2 separate regions of the Mus musculus genome follow, and region 2 is linked to region 1. Evidence: chromatin contacts called from public HiChIP or PLAC-seq data. All regions are on one chromosome and are shown on one strand. Each heading gives the region's core, a stretch centred on a gene start, on an enhancer-like site or on the middle of the called end of the contact. The rest is flanking DNA. Distances are from core to core; before and after follow the strand shown. Region 1 holds the start of Rfc4 (replication factor C (activator 1) 4). Region 2 overlaps St6gal1 (beta galactoside alpha 2,6 sialyltransferase 1).

Region 1 (7,231 bases), core at 3,173-5,672:
AGGTAACAGAAAGAACACATGAACTTGAGGAGGGGAAAACCTTAAAGGGAGGAGGAAGAAATATGACATGTGATCAGAAAAGGGGTGGGGAAATGCAGCAAGTTAAAGGTGTAAGCAAGGTGGGACAAGTGGAGGGGGCAAGCAAAACTAAGAATATATGCAAACTCTTCATGGAAAGCACTATCTGTAAGCTAATTTTCAAATATAGTTAAAAAGCTGGGCAGTGGCGGCACACACCTTTATTGTAAGTAAGTCTGGGGTGTAAGGGAGAATTTAAGTGTAAGCATGTGCAAAATCAACAAATAAATTAAAAGTATTCAAAAATGAAAGTTCCATGTGGAAACCTATTGCTTTGTAAGCCTCTTGAAAAATAAAAATTTAAATTTAAAAAATAAAATCAACATTAAAAGTATTAAAATAGCAGGAATAAAGATAAAAATGTAAAAGATTTGAAAATAAGAATACTAGAATAACAGAAGTACGGGTGAGCAATAAAATGAACTAGCAAGTATTATGCTCTCAGGCAATGTTTCCTCCATTGGCGAGGGCCTGCCTTCTGTTTACCTTAGCTCTGTCAGTCAGGATATTGCTGCCAGCTCCATCACACGCCTGCTGTGGTCACAGTCATCACCGACTGTGCTTAAAGGCAGCTCTGTGGTCTTCAAAGGTTCCTGGGATCATCTGACTATCCGTGGGACTGGTACATGTTGAACAGCTGCTACAGTGGGGGTAAACCGGTTGACTTCTGCCTTGGAGCCTTGCCTTGAATCCCACCCAGGTTGTTGACCCCTACGCACTTACCCATACTCAAGGCCTTTCCTCATAACTGCTCACTATTCTCTCCTCACGGGTGGTCACGTCACAAATGAAGATACTGTCCTAAACTATAGTGCCCACCATCTTCCTTAACTTGGTGCATAACTTCTTGTATCCCAAACAGCAGTTCTCCCGTGCCCACATCCCAGCAGAGTATATCTGAATATAATAATGCTTTCTTCTCCTCTGCTGTTTTCTGGAAGCCCTGTTAATTTTAATTTAGATGGATGGACGGACGGATGGACAGACAGACAGAATGCATGCTTGAGTGTACCCCCCACCCCACGCGCACTGGAGCACACCCACCTGCTTGATGGGGGCACATGTCCCTTGGTGCACACATGGGCATCAGAGGACAACTTTGTTGACTCAGTTTTCTCCTTCCAGCTTTACATGGGTACTAGGGATTGAACTCCCCTTTAATCAATGAGCCACTTCACTGACCCTTTCTACTGCCCTTCTTAGCTATGGGCCTGAAGTCCTTATATAGGAATGCCCAGTATAGAGCAATTATGCCAATAATCCCCACAGCTGAAAAGTAGTCTGGGCCGGGGCAGGGGGTGGTGGTGTAAAAATGAAGTGAGTGATGCTCCTGTGTTAGAGGTTCAAAAGTGCTAGGCAGATTTAGGTTGCTGCTATTCCTGACATTCTTGGTGCCAACACTTTGGAAATCACCATCTCTCTGTTCCCAGATGCCCTTAAGTCCACATTCTGTCCTGTGTGTCTCATCTCATCACAGGGGCCAGCCTTGCCTTCTGACATTCACATGTGATCTCATCTCAGATTCTTATTGTCCTGTTTGCTCCTGGTGACATTACCCAACAGGCTGAAGCTGCCAAGTATGAAACTGATCCCTGCATAGATAGATAAATAGGCAGACAGACTATCTAGATAGCTAGATCAATCGATCTGTAAAAGGGCCAAACGACCTTTTCGCAGGGGTCATATATCCTGCAGAACAGATATGTACAATTCATAACAGTAACAAATTACTGTTATGAAATAGCAACAAAATGATGCTTCAGCATTAGGTAGGTTGAGAACCACTGGCTTAGAGATGATGCCAGCCTCCTGTGGGCCTCTTACACGTGGTTTTTGTATTTGTTCATAAGCAGTGGGTTTTTCCTAGTAAAAGGTGTCAGAACACTAAGAATGAAGTTGTGAGAATTCTGTGTGCTTGTGGCAATACCCCAAGAAAAGACGAGTTTGTGATCCTCAGTTTCTTCAAAACACGGAACTGTTCTTGGAATGGGTTTCCATGCCCCTCCCAGGCGCACTGGGAGTGCATTCATTTCAAATCATTCATTACAACTGGCTACTGCTGTTTTCTGCCTCTATGGAAAAAAACATGTTTTTGCCAGGTGTGGCTTATCCTTATGATTGTACACTTTTCTCCTGTGCTTATTCTTAACTCTCAGGGTTATAAACTATCTGGTGCTCTGAATAAAGTTATTGCATGAGACTAGCCCACCTCATTTTAGACTTCATTCTCCCAGGCCAGGACCCATCACCTTTACAGTGGTAAACAGCATGGAGATTTTTCAGTTGGGCTATTCCTGCATAGTTTACGTTCTCATCCCCAGTCACAATAAGTGGGCTATTTTATGGAGGAAATTCAGTTAGAATAACAAATAGTGTAGTGAAAAGCAATGCACTCTGTCTTGTGCTGGGTAATTTGTAATGAATGTATACTTACTTAAGGCTTGTTTTCTGGTTCTGGAACTCGCTCTGTAGACCAGGCTGTCCTCAGATCAACTGCCTCTACCTCAGCCTCCCAAATGCTGGATTTAAGGCACATGCCACCCCCACGCCCAGCTATGCTTAGTTTTGTTTTGTTCTGAAGACTTTTTTTTATGTATACGGGTACACCGTAGCTCATCTTCAAACTGCAGCTGTCTTTAGACACACCAGAAGAGGGCTTCAGATTCCATGACAGATGGTTGTGAGCCACCATGTGGTTTCTGGGAATTGAACTCAAGACCTCTGGAAAGAGGTCAGTGCTCTTAACCGCTGAGCCATCTCTTCAGCCCCTCTACTGGAATCCCAGTTCTTAAATCTGGCAAGTTTAAGCTTAAGCACCATCTGGTAGGATCTCTTGCAGAACCATCTCAAGGGGGAACGAAAACCGAAAAGAACAAAGTCTCTTGTTATAGCATTAACCCTGGAATTACTGAGGACAACACCGGGGATTGATTACATTGAGGTTTTCCATCTGAGGTTTGGAGGAAGCAGAAACATTATGTCCACTAACCACAGACCTTATAAATACATAGTCCCAGACACCAGAGATTCTGACCTTGTAGGTCTGTTTTGGGACTGAAAGTGTACTTCTGCCAAACCCTGCACAGGCTTCTGATGAAATGCAGCCTTTTAGAATTTTGGTTCTAGAAAATGAGCACAATTAGACAAATTCTACTTCTGGTGGAAACAATGACATTTCATCCACTGTAGGGCAAAGGTTAGTTGAACCCCCTGAGGGCTCAGGGGTTCTATCCAGGAAGGGTGACTATCTTTCACTCCTGTGGCTGGCAAGTTCAGCTCCCAGCAATGCAGTTACTGGAGCAGTCGTCGCTGTTGGACTCGTGTGACAACCACCTCTGCTACCAAAGCTACACTAGGAACTTATTATGCTAACATGAGGACATCTAAGGGCAGAGGCTGGCTAAGAACTGAAAGATTCATTTGGACTAGTAAATCCTTCACAGGACAAGCTGTCTGCTGACAGTTGGTATATACTACAAAGCTTTCAAATTCTTTCTTTTTCGCTTGGTCCACCCCCCCCCCCCCCCAAGATGCTGGAACGCAAACTCCAGTCCTCTGGGAAAGCAGCAAGTCCTTTTAACTGATGAGTTTATCTCCTGCCCGATCACGAGGTTTTTGAGTGGGTCTCGGGAATTACAAAATGCCCATAGAAGATGGTCCTCCCTCCCTACAATAAGCTGATTTTACTGACTGTAAGACATCTGTCCCGGGCTGTGTGTGTTTAAGTATTCCGCTTGCGTGCAAGTACGTGCAGCACACGTATTCAGGGTCTGCAGCCCTGAAGGGAACGTTGGACCCCTGAACTGGAGTTCCAGTTGTGAGCCACCAGATGGCTATCAAAACCCCAAGTATCAAACCGAAGTCCTCCACAAAAGCAGTGAATGCTCTTAAACCGCTGAGCCTTCTCTCTAGCTTCACTTCTAAAAAGCAGTTTGCTCTGTGTCCTTGAATATCGGGGGCAGGGCAGTAGTTCGCACAGTGTCCCCTTCCGGCGAAGGGTCAAGTGAGCACGTCTTGGCCCTGACCTCCGGGCTGACGGACGATGGCAGCAAACCCAAGAAGCCACTGGCTTAATGAAAGCCTCTCCCAGCGTGGGCCCGCCCTAGGCCCGGTCCTTCGAGCAAAGCTTTCTCCTTAGGTCGGCTCCTCCCCGACCGCGCTCTGCAGTGTCTGCTGGGCCGAGGTCTGGCCGCGGAGTCTACACAGGATCACCTCCGCGGAACGCCCCAGATGCACCCAGAAGCCGAGCTTAGCCACCGCTAGCCAAAAAGGGAGCGCGTCACTGGCACCCGCGCGCCGGAAGTGACGTTATTGCGTGGCGCGCTCCCGCCATGCCTTTCGCCGCCGTTCTGTGGCGGGAACCGCGGTGCCAGGGGGACGGTGACGACTGTAAGTGATGGGTCTGAGTGTTCTCAGCCTTTTACAGGCTGGCGGGGACCGGGATGTGACCTCCGCCTTCCCTCTAGGCACAAAGTTAGGGGTCCTTTCAAGGGGAGCTGCCCCATAATGGTTTCTTTTTGTCTTATACCCAGGAGAAGAAGCCATGCAGGCATTTCTGAAAGGCACATCTGTCAGTGCCAAAGCACAACTGACCAAGGACCGGGGGACACCTGCCACTGCAGGAAGCAGTGGAGAAACCAAGAAAGTCAAACCAGTTCCTTGGGTGGAAAAATAGTAAGAACTGCTTGTACTTTTGTTGAAATAACTAATAAGTGCTAGTGGGGTTTTTTTTTTAATGTAAGGGGGACTTTGCTATATTTAGATCACACCTTTGAGGGGTAGGGGGACGCGGTATCACCCAATAATAAGTCTTAGTCCTTGGAGTGATACAGTAGTTGAATTTAATTCTTTAGTTATATAGATGACCTAAGATGTTTATAAAGTGTACAGTTTTAGAGCCCTACAGAAACGAAGAAAGCAATGTTTCTGTGAGCTGGCTATAAACACTTCCACTGAAATCTGACTTTTATCCTTGTATGTATATGGTGAAATTTGTTGGGATCTTGTTGTTGATGTTAAGTACCACTACATTGTCATTTGCTAGATGATACTAGAACCGTCAGCTACGTGGAACCTCTTTGATCACTAAGGATCTTCAGGTTATTTACAAGTCAAACAAGGTCCTCGTGTGTGTTATTTTGCTGTTTCAATATTATTGAGAAGTTCAAATATGAGTACTTCATCTATATCACCCCTCTTCCTGCCCCCAACTCATCCCATAGCCGTCCCCGCAGCAAAGCAAGTGGTGGTCCCATTCAGATCATCGGGCTTTGAAAGCTCGCACTTACCTGTTGGGAATCTCGCTAACCTTAATCTAGGCAAGCACTCTACCACTGTTCTATACTCCGGCCCATAGATCTATAGTTTTCACATGTTTAAAATTTATCGTTGAGGAAGGAGGATGCATGCCATCACAAGCATGCTTCGACTCCCAGGTGGAGTAAGTTCTTAGCTGCCCTGTGTATTCCGTGTGTCAAACTTGGATCATCAGACTTGGCAGTAAGTGCCTTTGCCTGCTGAGCCATCTTACCACTCCAAAACTACCTACCTACCTACCTATCTATCTATCTATGTGTGTATATGTATGCATGTGTGTGTATGTATGTGTGTGTATATATATATATGTATATGTATATATATATATATATATATATATATATATATAATTTTTTTTTTAACAAGGAGGTGGGGAAGGGAGGACCTAGGGTTCAGCTTCTCCAGTCAGACGGCTCTGGCTCCAAGCTCTCACATTTGCTCACTTTTATGCTGCCTCTCCTTTGGAGAAGCCTTCATCACCACGTGCCTGTCATACATCCTTGGACGGTTTCACTGTTACCTGCCTCATCCTGGCAGACCTTTATAGCACACGCAATGATTCTTGCCCAGTACCAACCTGATTAATTACGCTGGTGTGGATCAGAGAATTTGGGGCCAATAAAAGGGCTCAGTGGGTAAAAACACTTGATGTAGAAACCTGACAACATGAGTTTGGTCCCCGAACACGGTAGTAGAAGGAGAGACGTGACCTCTGATATTTGTTCCCTTTACATCATCTGTATGTGTTGCCCACAGGCACACACACACACACACAAAACAAATAAAAAATTTTAAATTGTTTCTAGTTAATGTGTTTGAGTGTTTGGCCTACACATATATTGCCTGTGTTCCATGTGTGTACCGAATGCCCATAGAGGCTAGAAAAAGGCGCCAAATACCATAGAACTAGAGTTATAAATAGTTGTGAGCTACCATGTGGGCTCTGGGAATTGAGCCCAGGTCCTCTAGAAGAGCAGCGGGTGCTCTTATCCACTAAGCCATGTCTGTAGCCTCAAAATAAAAGGATGTTTTGTTAATTTACTAGGTAGAAATCTCAGTCATAAAGTTTGGAAAGACAACTTTGTCATAGTTTCTCTTAAAATTACTAAATAATGGCAGGTGGCTCACAGCTTTAGTCACAGCACTAGAGAGGGAGAGGCAAGCAGATATGTGTGGTCCAGATAGGGGGTTCCAAGCTAGCCAGGGGTACACAGATATTTGTCTCAAAAAATAAAAATTAATAAGTGACTTAAAATCAAAATTATTAGCTGGTCCTGGTGGCGCATATCTTTAATCCCAGCTCTCAGCAAATTTCTGAATTTAAGGCCAGCCTCGTCTACAGAGCAAGTTCCAGAACCACAAGGGCTACACAGAAATTCTGTCTTGAAGAGGGGGGAAATGGTACTGACCATTTAATGTATTAACTGAGAAAGTGTGCTATTTATTTATTTATTTATTTATTTTAAACCAAAGTAGTTGCCATTTGTTAGGTTATTAAATAGTCATTTTTAACTCCACTTCATGAGCTTTTCAAGAGATTTTAGCCGGGCAGTGGTGGTGCACACCTTTAATCCTAGCACTCGGGAGGCAGAGGCAGGTGGATTTCTGAGTTCGAGGCCAGCCTGGTCTACAAAGTGAGTTCCAGGACAGCCAGGGCTATACAGAGAAACCCTGACTGGGGGGGGGGGGGGGTGATTTTATGAGATTTTATAGGCAGTGTTCCCCCTTTTTTGTTGTTTTGTTTTGAGAAAAGGACTGACTGTGCTGTGTAGCCCTGACTGTCCTGCAATACATTAGGTAGGTCAGGCCGGCCTCAAATCCAGAAAACTACTTACCT
Region 2 (7,231 bases), core at 1,999-4,498, 120 kb before region 1:
ATGTAAGTCCTCACCTCAATTGCACCAAGTAAGCTAACAATAAAACTTGATTTCTGCTTTGAAATTAATCATGGGGCATTCAACTTGTGTTTCTCATGCCTCCAGTCACATCCAGAGGGATTTTGTCTCTCAGTGGGGGCTGTTTGGTCTACAAGGCGTGGGAAACTGGGGCAGCTTAAGTAAGGGGCGAGTGCCATGAGGAGCAGACTTAAGAGAAAGAACAGCTGATGGTGTGGACACTGGGGAGGTCTCCCTCATCGCTCTAGTCTAGCAAGCTGTATCATTTTGAGAAAGTTACTTTGCCTCTCTGGGCCTTGGTCTCCTCACCTATAAACTGTGGGTTACTCTGGTTAACTCTGAAGTGATGCCGGGAGGATTTAGTTCAATTCCCTAGTGTTTTATTTTGGAACTGGGTCCTAGGAGACTAGTTATGGATAAGGAGAGATGAAATCCTCCCTTGGCCTCATAGAAAGAAATCCCTATTGGAAAACCACAGAGCGTAAGTCAGTCAGCTGGCCTTGTATGCTATAGGGAACAGCACAGCTGGCTAACAGGGCAGAGCCAAGTTTGAGAGGTTTAGAAAGCACAGATCACTGCTTTATATAAGGTTGGTGAATTATCTGTCAAAATGACACTCACATACAAGCCAGAAGAGGTGGAACAAAGCACAGGATTGTGGGGGTAGCGGGACAGCTTGGAGGGATCCGAGGCACAGAGGTTCTGAGGTTCTGTGTTTGAGGTACAGGCCTCAGTAAAGAAGCAAAAGGAAGAGGCACACCGTGTTGGGGGCGGGGGGGCAGATGTCGAAGAGCGCTTTACAGCTTTTGAAAAAAGAAATCACACGTTGCTGCAACTTTTGAAATGACAACTCTGGTGCTTTTTTGAAAATAAGCCATAGAAGCTAGAAATATAAGCAGGCCCAGGTACAAAATTATCCTGCAAATTAAAAATAGAGACGAGCCTGTCTTGAGTCAAACTTGGTGAATCAAATAACTAATCCATCTCTTGGCTTACTACAAAGATACAGCTGGCATGGTTTGCATTCATGGATGGGGACTGGAAGGATCATCTGGAAGGACTCTGGAGTTGTAAGTCCTAACTCAAGTCTACTGGAGGTGGCAGCTACTTCAGAAGACAGCAGCTCGGTTTCAGGTTTGTTACATTTGGGGTGTGTGCTACTCACCCAAGGAAGGTTTCCCAGTGGATGTTTAAGCATATAAGCATGGGATACAGGGGAAAGGTCTGGGACATAGATACCAAGAGAAAGTTGTCAGCATAGCAAACTGAATGAGATCAGGGACTGAGGTACAGAAGAGAGGCCACTGTGGGCCACTCCAAAGAGACCAGGTGACAATGAGCCAACCACAGAAAGTGAGCAAAGATGGCTAAAGAAGAGAGCAAAGAGAAGACGCCTTTAAAGTGGGATGGGACAAGCAATTACATGAGTCCTACAGAGAAACAAGACAAGGCTCAAGATGTGACCACTGCATTTGGCAGATGATGGATGGCCCAGATTGGTAGATGCTTGGGGAGACATAGGCTTAGGTGGGAGTGAGTGAAGAGAAGCAGCAGGACAGGAAGATACAGACGAATTTCACTAAAGGGCGTAAGAAACCAGAGGGAATGTACCATATACTCAAACGGTAGGATAGAGACAGGGCAGCCATTCAGAGATAGGTAGATGAATAGACGGTAGACGGTAGGTAGATCCATTATAGAGACGGGGCAGGGCAGGGGGAATATCACAACAGAGAAATAGTATTGCTGAGAGAAGGAAGAGCTGCCAGAGCCACACCCTTAATGAAGACAGAATAATATATATTCACGAATAAAGAGGGCGAGTCAGTAGGACTGCAGTGGTTTGGATAAGAGTGGCCCCCGTGGGCTCACGTATTTTAATGCTTAGTCACTAGGAAGTAGAACTCTAGGATGGTATTGGAAGGATTAGGGGGCGTGGAGGAAGTGTGTCACTGACGGTGGGCTTTGAGGTTTCAAATCTCCAAGCCAGGCCCAGGGTCTTTTCTCTCTTGGCCTACAGGTCAGAATGTAGCTTACACACTTCTCCAACATACTTGCCTGCCACCGTGCTCCCTGACATGATGTAAGGCTTAAAATCTGAAACTATGAGCAAGCTCCTAACTCTAAATGCTTTCTTTTTATAGTTGCCAAGGTCACAGTGTTGCTCTTAAGAGCAATAGAACGGTGACTAAGACACAGCAGCATCCATGGTAATGGGAAGGAATGAGGACCACGCGGACACAGCTCTGGTGATGGAGATGCATTAAGGTCTCATTATCGGTGTCTCCAAAAGCTCCTAAGTTGAATTCCTAACATGCAGTACAATGGCCTTAGAAGCTGGAGCTGATGAAGTCTGAAAGGCTCGTCACTGATGGTGTTAGTGTTCTTGTAGAAGAAACCCGAGTGAGCCAGCAGCTCTTACGTATACCAGCTGGGAACTAGGAAGTGATTTTCTCAATATCTTAATCGTGGCTTTCTCAACCTCAGTTGACACTGCTTGTTACAGTGACCTGAACTGACTAAGACACATGACACCAATGCTTCTCTTCAGGCAAATGTGAAGCAAGGTTGCTAGGTAAGAGTAAGACAGTAAACCCTAGGCCGTGTGGTTTCAGTGCATGCTTTTAATACCAGCACTTGGGAGACAGAAGTAGTTCCAGGACAACGTGATCTACATGAGCGAGTTCCAGGACAGCCAAGGCTACACAGAGAAACCCTGTCTCAGAGAGAGAGACAGGCAGACAGAGACAGAGAGACAGAGAACCCTAGCTATCAAGAAGGTGATGTGAGCCTTCTGAAGAGAAAGAAGAGAGCATAAAGAAGAGAGCAGACAGCAGAACAATGGTTCCTGTCCACGACTGCCTGGGGAACAACTGCCGAGTTTTAAGAAAAGGCTAGTGCCCAGAACCACCCTACAGAGACTTCAATTTCATTAGCTTAGGGCAGAATCGAGACTACATTGAGATATACTAACAGAAGCCAGAGGTAGGACACAGGACCAAGGAGATGGCATCTGAGCTAGGGAGACCAGCAGGATGGAGGTGAGTCACCATGTCTCGCCTTTATTTCCTTTGTGAGGCAGGCATGGTGCAGACTGGATTTAATTGGACCGAATTAGAGAAACACAAAGCCCTGTACTCTGCCTGGGCAGGGAGTGGAGCCCAGCAACTGAAGATGCCCTACATTTGCTCTTCTCCTCATCAGCTAAATGACCCGTAACAGCCTTGTAGATCTTATGTTTCTGTCTCAAATAACTCATCAAATGCCCGCCCCAGGGCGTGCGCCAAATTGTTAGTAGATTACTGAGACCTTGAATCCCCCAGTTCTTCTTGACATTAAATGCAGCCTGCGATGTCCCTGAACTTTCCAACAACAGCAGACATCACTCTTGCCCACTTTCTCTCTCTCTCTCTCTCTCTCTCTCTCTCTCTCTCTCTCTCTCTCTCTCTCTCTCTCTCTCTCTCTCTCTCTCTCTCCCTCCTGGATTGTGAAGCTCCTCCTGCCCACACTACCTGAATCCTGCTCTGCCTCTGGAAGCTCTGCATCTGTAGATCTTGTCTAATGATGAATCCCCAGGCCCCCACTCCTTTGGAAAGCCCCCCTCTGACCTGAACCCTGAGCTGACAAGTAGCCCATAATGTTCTCCTATAATCAACCTTGGCGGCATTCCTGCCAGTGTTGATCCACCAGCTGGGAAGAGGCTGTAGACCTTGTCCTAACGCAACCTAGGTGGACTCAAATGCCAGCAGGAGTAGATGCCCTAAAGGGTTGCTTGTCAAGGAAGCCACTACCTCATGATGTCTAGGGCCAAATTCCAACAGTGACCATCATATCTGGTCCCACTATTTCCTCCTGATTCCTACCTTAAATGTCTGGAAAACTCTTTTTGGAGGGAGAGTTTCCTATCTCTTCTCTGGCCTTGTCATTCTCCCTCCTCCCTCCGCAACTGGTCCATCTCTTATGCTCCACTACACACGGCCCTCTCTCCTCACAGACTGACAGCTCCTCCAGAAATTGTTTCTCCTGCCTTTGTCTGTGCAGTGCCTAGCAGAATCTGGTCCACTGGGTGAGCAACAACTGAGAATAACCATTGAAAAGAGATGCCGCCTTGAATTTTGTAGTTAAAGCCACACTTTATGTAAAGAAATGTGATTTACAAGTTAAATAATGGAATAAATGATTTGATATAGTTAAGTAGATACAGTTATAAAAGAAAGAAAGGGAAGAAAAAAGGGATAGTATCAGGTTACAAAGTCGCTCTCCCCAAAACATTATTTCAATCACTTTTTCAGGGTCGGGGAGGTGGCTCAGCAGTTCTGAGCACTCGCTCATGCAGAGGACCTGTGTCTGACTCCTACATGGCAGCTCACAAGCAGCCATCACTCCAATTCCAGGAAATCAGATGTCATCTTCTGACTTCCTTGGGTACCAGGCGTGCATGTGATGCACAGACACACATGCAAGCAAAACATTCATAACCATGAACTAGAGTAAATAAATCTAAACGAAAGGATCACACTTTCTAAGTGGGCTGACATGACAAATCTTCCAAACTCATCGTGGTAGCTGCACTAGGAATGGCCCCCACAGACTCATGTGCTCAAATGCTTGGCTCATGGGGAATGAGTGCCACCATTAGGAGGTGTGGCCTTGTTGGAGGAGGTGTGTCACTGTGTAGGCAGGCTTTGGGGTCTCCTATGCTCAGGTCCACTCCTGGCTGCCTTCAGATCAAGATATAGAACTCTCAGCTCCTCTAGCAGACACTGCCATGCTCCCTACCATGATGATAATGGACTGACCGTCTGCAACTGTAAGCCAGCCCTAATTAAATGTTGTCCTTTACAAGAGATGACTTGGTCATGGTGTCTCTTCTCAGCAACCCTAACTAAGGCACTAGTCATGTCCACTTCTATTGCTCGAGTGGTCAATGGAATTAAAAAGAAGGCCCAGCTTCCACAAGCACTGCCTCAAAGGAAGAACACATGCTGGACTCTTCTGGAATGCAAACATGATTGTTGCTACTTGGAAACAGGAAAATTGAATCCACATACCCACTCCCTACAGAATGAAAGAAAAGAAAACACTATGATGACGTTGAAACTAGAAAGTAACAGCTTTAATACTCTCTTCCCTGACTCTGGCCCTTCTGCCTACACTCTGTCCTTCCTTACGTGGCCTCCTTTCTAAAGTTTGCCCCCACTCACACCCATTGACCTAGGGCACATATAGACTACAGGACAGAAGCCGAATATGAGGACAGACATGTGGCTTGTTGCCTTTCCGAGGTAAAGTCACCTCACTCAACATTATACTTTTCTGGACCTTCCATTTTCCTGCAACTTACTTTCTTTCTTTCTTTCTTTCTTTCTTTCTTTCTTTCTTTCTTTCTTTCTTTCTTTTTTCCTTCACAGCTGTATAGTATCCCGCTCTGTGAAAGTTCCACATTTTCATAATCCATTCATCTGTTGAATGCCATCTAAGTTGATTCTGTTTCCTTGCTACTGTAAAAAAGAGCAGCAATGAACACAGATGGAGGTTCAAGTATCTCTGTGGTAGGGCATAGAGTCTCATTGCCCAGGAGGACAATGGTGGGGCAGCAGGAGGCCTGTGATTGGACAGGGAAAAGGGAAGCAGAGTGAAGAGTTGCAGGGTCAGAGAACGACTCAGAGAGGAGAGAAAAGAAGCCAAGATGGAGGCGGACAGACAGGAAGAAGATCCTGATCTCACATGGTTTTAAATAGCCACAGGTAGTTATGAATATCATATAGGAATGGAATAATTGGGATAACTTGTCTGATCTAGGTGGGCAGCTTATATCATTATTGATTGGCTCTGAAATTATTGTGTGGGCATCTTGTGAATTGAGAATTTATTGATATATAAATCTGACTTAATTATAAACTTCTAGAGTTTTGTTTCTACCAGGTTGCTGGGTGTTGTGGTCGCTGGCTGAGGGGTAGACGGTCGTTGCATGGGGCTGGTATGGCAGCGAAGGGAACTCGGGAGCTCCGGCCCTGCCAGAGAGTTGGTGGGCAGAGAGTAGTTGGATGGAGCGTAGGAACTTGGCGGTTCTTTTTAAATATTTACGGCAATTTTTTAAAATTTATTTATTTGTGGAGTCTCCATTTATTTGCACCATGGCTGTATAATTTGGACTCGCACAGCAATGGATAATGGTTTCTCTTCCCCTACATCCTCTCCAACATTTGTAATCAGATATATTGATGACAGCCATTCTGACTAGGATGTGACAGTAAGTATCTCAAATCATTCCCCTGATGACTAGGGATGTTGAACACTTTTTAAAACATTTGCTGACCATTTGTGTTTCTTCTTTTGAGATCTACCTGTTCCTTTTTCTTCAGCCTATTGTAGATTGGCAGTTGTCTCCTGGGTCTCTGCCCCCCACCTCTCGTGTGTCTGTCTCTGCCACCACCACCACCCCTCTCTCTGCAGTACTTTGTAGATTCTGGATACTGAGTTGTGGTCTTTGAAACAGCTATTTGTTGATCACAGTCATGTGTCCAGCTCTACTTGAAGCATGCATGTCAATGCTATGATGTTGGAAGAATTACTGCAGACTAGGACGCAAAATGAGCATCTGAGAAGTTCAGTCTCCAAGTTCAAAGAGTTAACAACAAACAACACATCTAGAATTTAAACCCAAGTCCACCTAGCTGGAAAGCATGTGACTTTCCCCCAAAAGCTAAGGGCTTCCTGAGGAAGGGAGACTGTAAAGGTGACTGGGTAGCAGCAAACTGCTCAGCCTCATCCTGTTGAGTCACCAAGACGGTCCCTGAAGGCATGGGTAGGGCGGACGGACAGACGCTTCCAATGCAGGAGTGCTGCCCTGGGCGAGGCTGCAGGGCTCCTCTTTGCCTGCTCCCTCCCTTTCCCAAATGGACAGCCCAGAATAAGACATTCATTGTGAAGATGAAAAGAAAAGCAGCCACATGCCTCTAGCAGGAAGCCTCCCTCATCTGGGGGATTGATTGATTCCTCACACTATCATTAGCCTCCTCCAGCTCAGGCCCTGGGCCAGCAGCCTCCAGCCCTACAGCAAGCAGCATTTGTCAGAGCTGGCAGGCTGCCTCCTTCCCTCTCCCATCTGGAACAAACTCTGATATACTTGGTTCCCAAGGGGCTCAGACAAGCAAGGCTCCAAGCCTGGCTCCCCAGCATAGTTCACATGGAGAGCCACACCACACTTCCT

What was found. HiChIP or PLAC-seq counts read pairs in DNA pulled down with a chosen protein or histone mark.
Region 2: an HNF4G HiChIP or PLAC-seq map of pancreatic cancer cells shows a contact between it and region 1. The contact joins the enhancer-like site here to the promoter of Rfc4 in region 1. A contact is called at or near these places in 1 of 39 promoter capture datasets (macrophages), 1 of 15 datasets of contacts at CTCF or cohesin (the NIH/3T3 cell line), 1 of 484 Hi-C or Micro-C datasets (granulosa cells), 3 of 115 datasets of contacts at active chromatin or transcription factors (embryonic stem cells, pancreatic cancer cells and pro-B cells) and 1 of 9 other capture datasets (adipose tissue).

The regions. Positions count from the first base shown.
Region 1 is chr16:23,124,921-23,132,151 of GRCm38.p6, reverse strand. Rfc4 (replication factor C (activator 1) 4) reads left to right here and starts at 4,422. Exons shown (of 11, transcript NM_145480.1): 1 at 4,422-4,467; 2 at 4,611-4,752. The coding sequence starts at 4,622.
Region 2 is chr16:23,240,693-23,247,923 of GRCm38.p6, reverse strand. The region is part of intron 1 of St6gal1 (beta galactoside alpha 2,6 sialyltransferase 1); the gene reads right to left. Among named protein-coding and RNA genes, the nearest start is that of BC106179, 19 kb to the right of the region's middle. Within about 2 kb of position 3,248, at least 11 of the 459 cell types and tissues checked have an H3K27ac peak or open chromatin away from gene starts, as enhancers often do. A contact at or near this core is called in granulosa cells and pancreatic cancer cells, where this site is marked.